Regions from separate parts of the Hordeum vulgare genome. Here region 1 is linked to region 2. Evidence: chromatin contacts called from public Hi-C data. All regions are on one chromosome and are shown on one strand. Each heading gives the region's core, a stretch centred on a gene start, on an enhancer-like site or on the middle of the called end of the contact. The rest is flanking DNA. Distances are from core to core; before and after follow the strand shown.

Region 1 (3,976 bases), core at 374-2,873, 570 kb after region 2:
AGTAGCCCTGGAGGAGGGTGTTGATGCGCACGAGCATGGCCGCACGGGACACCTCCGCCGGCAGCGAGTGGCCATCGGCGCCGGGGCCGAAGATTCCAGCGTTCAGATGCCTGTACGGAAGACAAGGACGTGCACATGGTTGGTTAGTTGCAGGTCAAGTAACAGATAGTACTACCAAGTTACCAACACAATGACGGAGATACAAGTACGTAGCCGTAGAGACAGTCGCTGGATCATGCCCTCTGTTAGAGCTGAAAGTCAGAGCGTGATGCTCAGACAACGCAGAAGTAGTAAACAATTATTTTTGTGTCAGTTTGGATATGTGGATGAGTGTCAGATGACCAGATCTGCACTGCATATACAATGAATATCTAAACATTTTTCTAGCTTTTCCTTTGCAATACACAAAACTTCAATGTCAGCTGAGCAAATCTTGGTGTGTTACGCAGCCTATAATCATGTTCATCTTGTTCTCGGACTTCTCCTTGGCACATTTTCGCTGAGCATGTAAACTAAACCCGACCGGCACAGGCGCAGGTGTCCTACGCGTGACTCGTTGATCGGGTACGCATGAGTGTCATCTGTCATGCATGTGCTTGTGCGTGTTCCGGGCCTCGCGTGGCGGGAACGCGACGCGAACCAACCGACAGATGAAGCCCCGGCACGGCCCACATCCGCTTAACTAGATCCGCCTCTTGCTTAATTTCTTTCCTTTTCGCTGCTACTGCTGCGTGCGTCTCTGCGTCCTGTTTGCTTCCATCGACTTGTCACCGTCGATCTATGCAGCAAGCATGGCACGCAGTTTAACGCCTCAACTTTAAATGCGTATGATCTGTCTATTTTCCCTTCTCCATCAGGATGTGCTGATGCACACACCTGCATGAGGTAACGGTTCTGGCCACTACCATGATGAGAGGCGTATTTACTGTGGTATTTTGTTTCCATTTTTGCCAGGCTCCTTTCCATGGCACATGAACCTCAGGAGGCTACAGCTAGGCAAAAGTTAGTCTAGCACTACCATGATGGAACACGAAAAGTTTCCTACTGCTCTCACTGACGGATGGGCGCAACGCATGGAGCGAGCAAACATGCGTGATCTGGATGCTGAATGATCAAAGTTGCAGAAGAAAATAAACACTACAGTACAGGTTTGGTGTTGAATTGGTTACCTGAGGAGCTCCACCTGGAGGGCGGGCCCGTCCTTGGTGCGGCGGTGGGAGGTGCCGCCGAAGCCGGTGGTGACGCCGTAGATGTCGCCCCCGCCGGCGAGGCAGCTGAGGATCCACTCGCTGCTGGCCTTGACGCGGGGCCGCGCCTCCTCGTCGAGCTCCACGGAGACGCCCGACGCGTCCTTGGCCTGGGCCACGGCCGCCACCTGGCCGACGCGGAGGCTGGCGCCCTCGATCTTCACCACTGGCTCGCGGAACTGCGCCACCATCCGCTTCACCTCGTCGAGGTGGCTGCCGGTGAGCTCGGCCGCCGCCGCGCCCCAGTTGAGCGGGTCCTTCTCGACGATGGCTCCGTTGCCTGCCATTTTCTCGGTGGGTGGTGGTGGTGGCCGGCAAACTGCGAAGAGGAGCAGGGGAGTCGAAGAAGAGCCGGAGGAGATGGTGATGTGCTCTTCTTGGAGGGAAACGGGGGCGGAGTGGCCAGCTTAAATAGCGCCGGGGTGGCGAGGTAGGCGGGTTTAGGTGGGCGAGGACCCCTATCCATCCATCCAGCTCCTCTCTGCAGCAGTGCTACTGCCTTGCCTAGTGGGTTGGTTGGTGACTGATACGGTGGATCTGCCAAAGTTTTGCTAATTTTCTACTTTGCTGATTTAAATATCTCCCGTTTTAATGCTTAATCACCCCCTACTCCCAATTACTCATACTAAAACTTCTTTTGTTTAGCTCAATGTAATGACTGAAAATCTGCAATTTACTGCCAGATAAACATCGTAGGCACTACGAGGTCGACTGGTCCAGGAGAAGGGAACACCACGGTTATACTACTAAATACTCCTACAGAGAAGATTAAGAGAGAAAGCCTAGGATCGGGGAACAGCTACAAATACATATCTATGTTACCTTTTTTTGTCACTTATATTATAATTATCATAAAATTAATTTTATCTTTCTTCTTCCATACGCACGTCCTGAAAAAAATCATTATTTGTTTCTACCGCGGAGAAAGCTAAAGGTGGGAGCGAAGAGCAGGGAAAAGGAAGGGAGAAACAGCCTCACCAACCCAGAAAGGAAAATCAAGTCTATTCTTTTGAGCACTTCTTCTTCTTCAATACAACCTCTTACATCAATTTCAACCACGCGACACAAACCGACGCGTGCTTTGTCCATCTTTTAACCATTTAGGTTAGCATGTCCGCCCTTTTTTTGTAAATGGATTGGCCGTGCATTCAACGCGCTGATTCATTTTTCGTCCCCGCGGCCGACCATCATCCATTTTGCTTCGAATTTGAACGTTATTTCTATTTTATTAAATGCTATTTAATACATACATTTTTTTACCAATTCTTCGCTACGGATATAACCAAAGAAAACAAGAATCATAATTAGACATTTTAAAAGATGTCCAACTTCCTTAACTGCTCCTACTAGTTGGACTACGTTTCTTCTCTATGACTTCGTTGTTGATGTGTGGATACTTAAGCACAGCGTCTTTCTTCTTTGATGCTAAAGCATTAGACGGTGCTTCCTCCTTGGTGTCTTCTTTAGTCTTATCTGTACCTTCAATTCAAGATAAAAGTGCACGAACATTTAGGAAATTTTGTGAGATCAATAGATCGATGTATTCTTTCTTTCCAATACCAAAAATTGCATCCATTCTACACACAATATTGAGCAAATAATAAGCTACCGAAATTGCATCGAATCATCAAAGAGCAAAAGGCCGAAGAAAAATCATATCCCATCATTTTTGCACTTCACGAATGCCCAACCGGGATGTTCCGATGTCCAAGAAACGCGTTGGATGACCTGCGGCGAGTAGTCATCGCACTTTTATGAACGACAAAGGTTTGCCGCCAAGCTTTTGGGCCATCGTCGAGCCAGGGCAACGGTCGGACATGACCTTGCCGGTGAACCTGCGGCGGGCCAGACCCGAGCGGCTAGAGGCGGATTGAGCGTCTCCATGTGGCACCGAGGGATTGCCCAGATCTGGTGGACCGGCACCCAGCCAATCCATCGCAATTGCAGCCCGTCGGTGGCCGGATTCGCCAAATCCCGCGAGCAGGATGATGCCAAATCCCACCGCCGTCGTAGATCTACCAATAGGCCTCCCGCACCGGGATGAAGGGGGCACCCCGCCGATAGATTTGCTGCTGGAGAGCTAGGGTGGTCGAGGGAAATTGGGGTCGCCAGCCTAGGGTTTGTGTGCTTGCGGGTGGCGAGTGGAGGGAAGGGGATACGAAGGAGAGACTGTGACGTTGACTAACGGGCCACAGGAAGGAGCATGCGGGCGAGGCGCGTGTCCGTTCCGTGTCCAAGGTGACGCAAATGACGCCCAATTTTGCGCCCAGAATGGGTCGCGAGCGGACAAAAAATGGACACGCGTCCGTTTGAATCGGCGCGTTGGGCCAACTTTTATGTCCGCCGCGACCCAATCGGACGCGGGTGGACGAAATGGGTCAGCGCGTTGGAGTTGCTCTTAGAGATCTCCAGCCGCGCCCCCAACGGCCCCACCAGGGTGCCATTTTTAACACCGGCTCCCAAAAAAGGTCGCACGCGCGTCCCCATATCTTCGTTTTTTTTTGCCGGTTTGGACCAAAATTACAACCGGTGAACCCAAGAGGAACCCAGCATCCCGGGGGGCGCCTGAGGGGCACCGGGTGAAGCAAAAAGGCACATGGGCCCGCATTGTCGGCGACACCGGCCAAGTTTCCCACCGTTTCCCTTCATTTTCCTATTATCTACGCTCTTCTCCCCTGCCACTCCCGCCATTCTGCCCAGATTCGCCCGCCATGCCGCTGAAGTAGTAT
Region 2 (3,845 bases), core at 1,244-3,743:
TGGCCGGCGACTCTGCGGGTCGGCGGCGGCGGAACGTGCCCGGTGGTAGCGGCGATGTTCGGCTTGGATCCTGGGGCGGCGGCCTTGGAAGGTGGCGGCATGTGAAGCTCGGGCTTGCCGCGGCGGCATGGCGTGGTGTAGTACCTGTTCAAGGCGGATCCGCACCCGATCTTGTGGTTTCTGCTACGGATTGGTTCGGGTCAGAGACGGTGACGAGTGCGCGGGATCCTCGACGGCTCTCACGGTTTGGCATGGTGGGGTGTCAGCCCTTTCCCCAGGCTCCAATGGTGGCACACTCAGGCAGTGGCCGGTGTGCCAGGGCTCCTACGGTGGCAGTGCTGTCGTGGTCGGTTGCCGGATCTAGGCGGCTAGATCTGGGGCTTTGAAGGCGGTCGGGATGGTGTACAGGTTGTCGGGTTGATTTCTTTGGGATGGATCCGGGTGAAAACCTGGTCTTCGGACGGTGGCCGGAGCCGGTGATGACGGCGCCCATATCGTCGTTTCCTTCATGAAGGCATCATCGAGGTGAAGTTCCCAACTCCACCCAATACCTTCGGGGGAAACCCTAGATCAGCAGATCGGATGACGACGGCACTCTTGTGTCGTTTCCCCCTTTGGGGGCGTCATTCTTGGAGGTGTACGCGGGCTCGAGGGTCAAGTGGATGGCATCTTTGGTGGATCGGTGCTTCATCCTACATATTCATGGCGGTGGATCTCGACGGCGTGGAGCAGTGGAGGCTCGGCGTCCCATATGTGGCGATGGAGTCGCGCAGGAGGACGACGCTGTTTGGCGTCGTGGTGACGTCGATGGCAGAGAGGCCTGGCAAGGTCAATGCGTTAGTAGTTGCTTTGAGGATGGATAGGTGGAAGACGGTGGTGACGGCCCTTGCAGCATGTACATTGGTGCCCACTGGGAGTGCGTCGGACCGGTGTGTTACCCAGTCCCGGCGTTGTGGCTTGGATGGGGCATCCGGCTTTAGATGTTAGGCTTTGGTGCGATGTCTGTTTGGTATTTGGCCTGGATATTCGGCACCCCTTCATCAAGGTTATAGGAGTAGCGGCATGTGTTGCCAAGATGGTGGCCTTAGAGTTACTGATGTATTACTTTGTAAGATCTTGATGAATAATTAATAAAATGGCTGCATGCATCGCCCAGATGCAGAGACCGGAGGTACATCCTCCTTTTCTATTTATTTATTTGTCAGCGATGCATATCTACATTATGATGGCCTCTTCGTTTGTCTCAAAAAGCTTTGTAGCTTTTTTTGGGTGCGCCAACGACTCGTCGTCCGGTGGTTGTTGCCCGGTCGCACGGGTAAATGTTTGTTTACCGAAACACTTGGGTGGCCTGGGTCTCCGAATTTTTCCATCATGCATGAGGTGATGAAAATGTGTTGGCTTTGGTTTGACAAAGTGGCTCTGGACAAGTTGTGGGAAAATCTTAGCTTGACATGTCAGATGAAACCTTGGCCCTGTTCTATGCCTTGGTCAAGGTGCAGATTGGGGACGGCGCGAGCTGGCTTTTCCGGACCAGCAGATGGATTGAGAGGGACTGCAATCCATCGTGCTGGATCTGTTGGAGTTCATTCCCCTCAAGATCATGGATTCTAGGATGCTAGCTCAGGTGCTCCTCAACAACAGCTGGATTGATGATACCGTTGGAGGGTTGTCTATTCTGGCCATCACCCAGATGCTCTTGCTTGCCCGTGCGGCAGCTGACCCGATCCAACTTGTGCCTGGTATGCCCGATCATTTCTGCTGGGCATGGGAGCTTGGAACCAGCTTCTCGGTCCGGTTGGCTTACCACGTGAACTATGGCCACTTCACGAGCTCATTTGGCAGCTGACCCGATCCAACTTGTGCCTGGTATGCCCGATCATTTCTGCTGGGCATGGGAGCTTGGAACCAGCTTCTCGGTCCGGTTGGCTTACCACGTGAACTATGGCCACTTCACGAGCTCATTTGGCGTGCCTGTGCTCCTCTCAAGTTCAAGTTCTTTGCCTGGAAAACTGCTCTCGATCGCTGCTGGACTGGGGAGCGAAGGAAGCGCCATGGCCCTGCTGATGATGACACTTGCCCTTTGTGCTCTCGGTGTGTGGAGTTGTTGTATCACCGGCTCGTCCAATGTTACTTCTAGCACCAAGTTTGTCCAGGGCCGGCCCTAGCATCATGTAGACCCTAGCGCGATTGAGGTACAACTGACATAACAACTATAACAGAGTAATATGAATACTTTTACTGGTATATATCGCATAGCATGAAAATATGAAGGCATAAACAAAAATGAAATTTTAATTAGCAAATGCCCATAATAGTGTTGACGTTATGCTCTGTAAATCACATTTGTTTATAATTTATTTACATATGTAGATGTATTGGGCCCTTATTTGACAATGGGCCTTAGGCCACCTCACCTTTTGCCATAGCCTAGGGCCGGGCCTGAGTTTGGTTCCAGTCTATTTGTGCCAAGGCGCATGGGAGCTTCACCCATCTAACTCAAACTACCTCATCGACTACTGGCCTAGGCTGGCTCTTTTGTTCCGAGTCGACTACAGCTGTTCTTTTGTCACCTTGTTTGGGTTTCCTATCTATTGAAAAGAGGAGTGTTTTTCTCGCGTTGCTGCAAAATAAAAATAAAAATATGACAACGATGTTTCAGAAAAATGCCAATGCATGTATGTAGCCTTATTATCTGTTCCTTCTAGTATCAATCATGTCACCCAGAAATGCCTTATTTCTGCATGCATTGTTTTAACTTTTACTCCCATGTATTTTGATATTCAATGGTTTTGTTTGATCCATTACTCTTACTTCGTAGGTCGTAGTTAAATATTTCCGCATTTGACTGATAATAAATTAGATCGGCTGCATAGCGCAAAAAATGTCTAATAAGTTAGAAGTCCAGTATACTTCTACAACTTTGACTATCATTCTCGTGTATAATATGTGTAAAATTAGTACAGTACGGAGTACATTGCAAGATAAATATAACGATAACATTCATAATTTTTTCTTCTTCTGAAAAGGAGGTTAAAACCCCTGGACTCTGCATCATTGTGGTGCACACAACCAACGATAACATCCATATAAGTTCAATCCATCTATTTTGGTACAGTATATATTAGTGGTCAAAGTAGTGCATCGTAGAGCGTGAAAAGTCAACAGTGCCTTACATTTTGAGAAGAGGGAGTATTGTGTTGTTCATATTGGTTGTTTTGATGTAGAAAACATATTTACTGTCAACTCATGCTGATGTATTCTTTCATGTATCAGGTGCTACCCAGGAAACCATGGCAGGGCCTAGTCGGCGGGCAGACCAGGGTAGTTTCCACATTCCTGCACCTGTTTTAGCCCCTGAATCATCAACAGGCGCGTCCCTCAGACAGCATCGTGTGACCACGCAACGCACTGCTATGGACTGGATGAATCATCCAAGTTGTGGCACATGTAATAGACCAGCATAAACTGGAAGTGTCTGCTTATTGCCAGCATCTGTTCATTTGTGAATTCGCTGCCGGCATCTGCTCCTGGCTGTGGGGGCTGCGAGCCTGGAGAAACAGTGCAGCTGTTCATTTGTGAATTCGCTGCCGGCATCTGCTCTTTGAACAAATCATGCTGCCTGTAAGCCTACCGTTGGAGTTGTGTTGTGTGTACATTTAGAATTCAGAGCTTCCATCTGTGCCATGCATACTTAAATGAGAAGTAGACCCGAGATTCTTTCATTTGGTATAGCTGGATGGTAGCGATTCATGTCTGTTGATGTTAAAATCTGCATCCTGAAAACATGGTTGAATTTATGGTTGGACTCCAGAGTCGTAATTTTATCAGGAGAGATCATCTGGTGA

The links. Hi-C and Micro-C count contacts between places; a contact is called where the count stands out from the background.
Region 1: a Hi-C map of leaf shows a contact between it and region 2, with 5 times the contacts expected there. The contact joins the promoter of LOC123401735 here to the enhancer-like site in region 2. A contact is called at or near these places in 4 of 6 Hi-C or Micro-C datasets (leaf and seedling) and 1 of 1 datasets of contacts at active chromatin or transcription factors (embryo).

The regions. Positions count from the first base shown.
Region 1 is chr6H:378,093,104-378,097,079 of MorexV3_pseudomolecules_assembly, forward strand. It overlaps LOC123401735 (phenylalanine ammonia-lyase), which reads right to left and starts at 1,624. Exons shown (of 2, transcript XM_045095591.1): 1 at 1,170-1,624; 2 at 1-110. The coding sequence starts at 1,534.
Region 2 is chr6H:377,518,993-377,522,837 of MorexV3_pseudomolecules_assembly, forward strand. It overlaps LOC123402881, which reads left to right. Exons shown (of 6, transcript XM_045096843.1): 6 at 3,274-3,845. The coding sequence ends at 3,464. Among protein-coding and RNA genes, the nearest start is that of LOC123402881, 13 kb to the left of the region's middle. Within about 2 kb of position 2,494, at least 2 of the 3 cell types and tissues checked have open chromatin away from gene starts, as enhancers often do. A contact at or near this core is called in leaf and seedling, where this site is marked.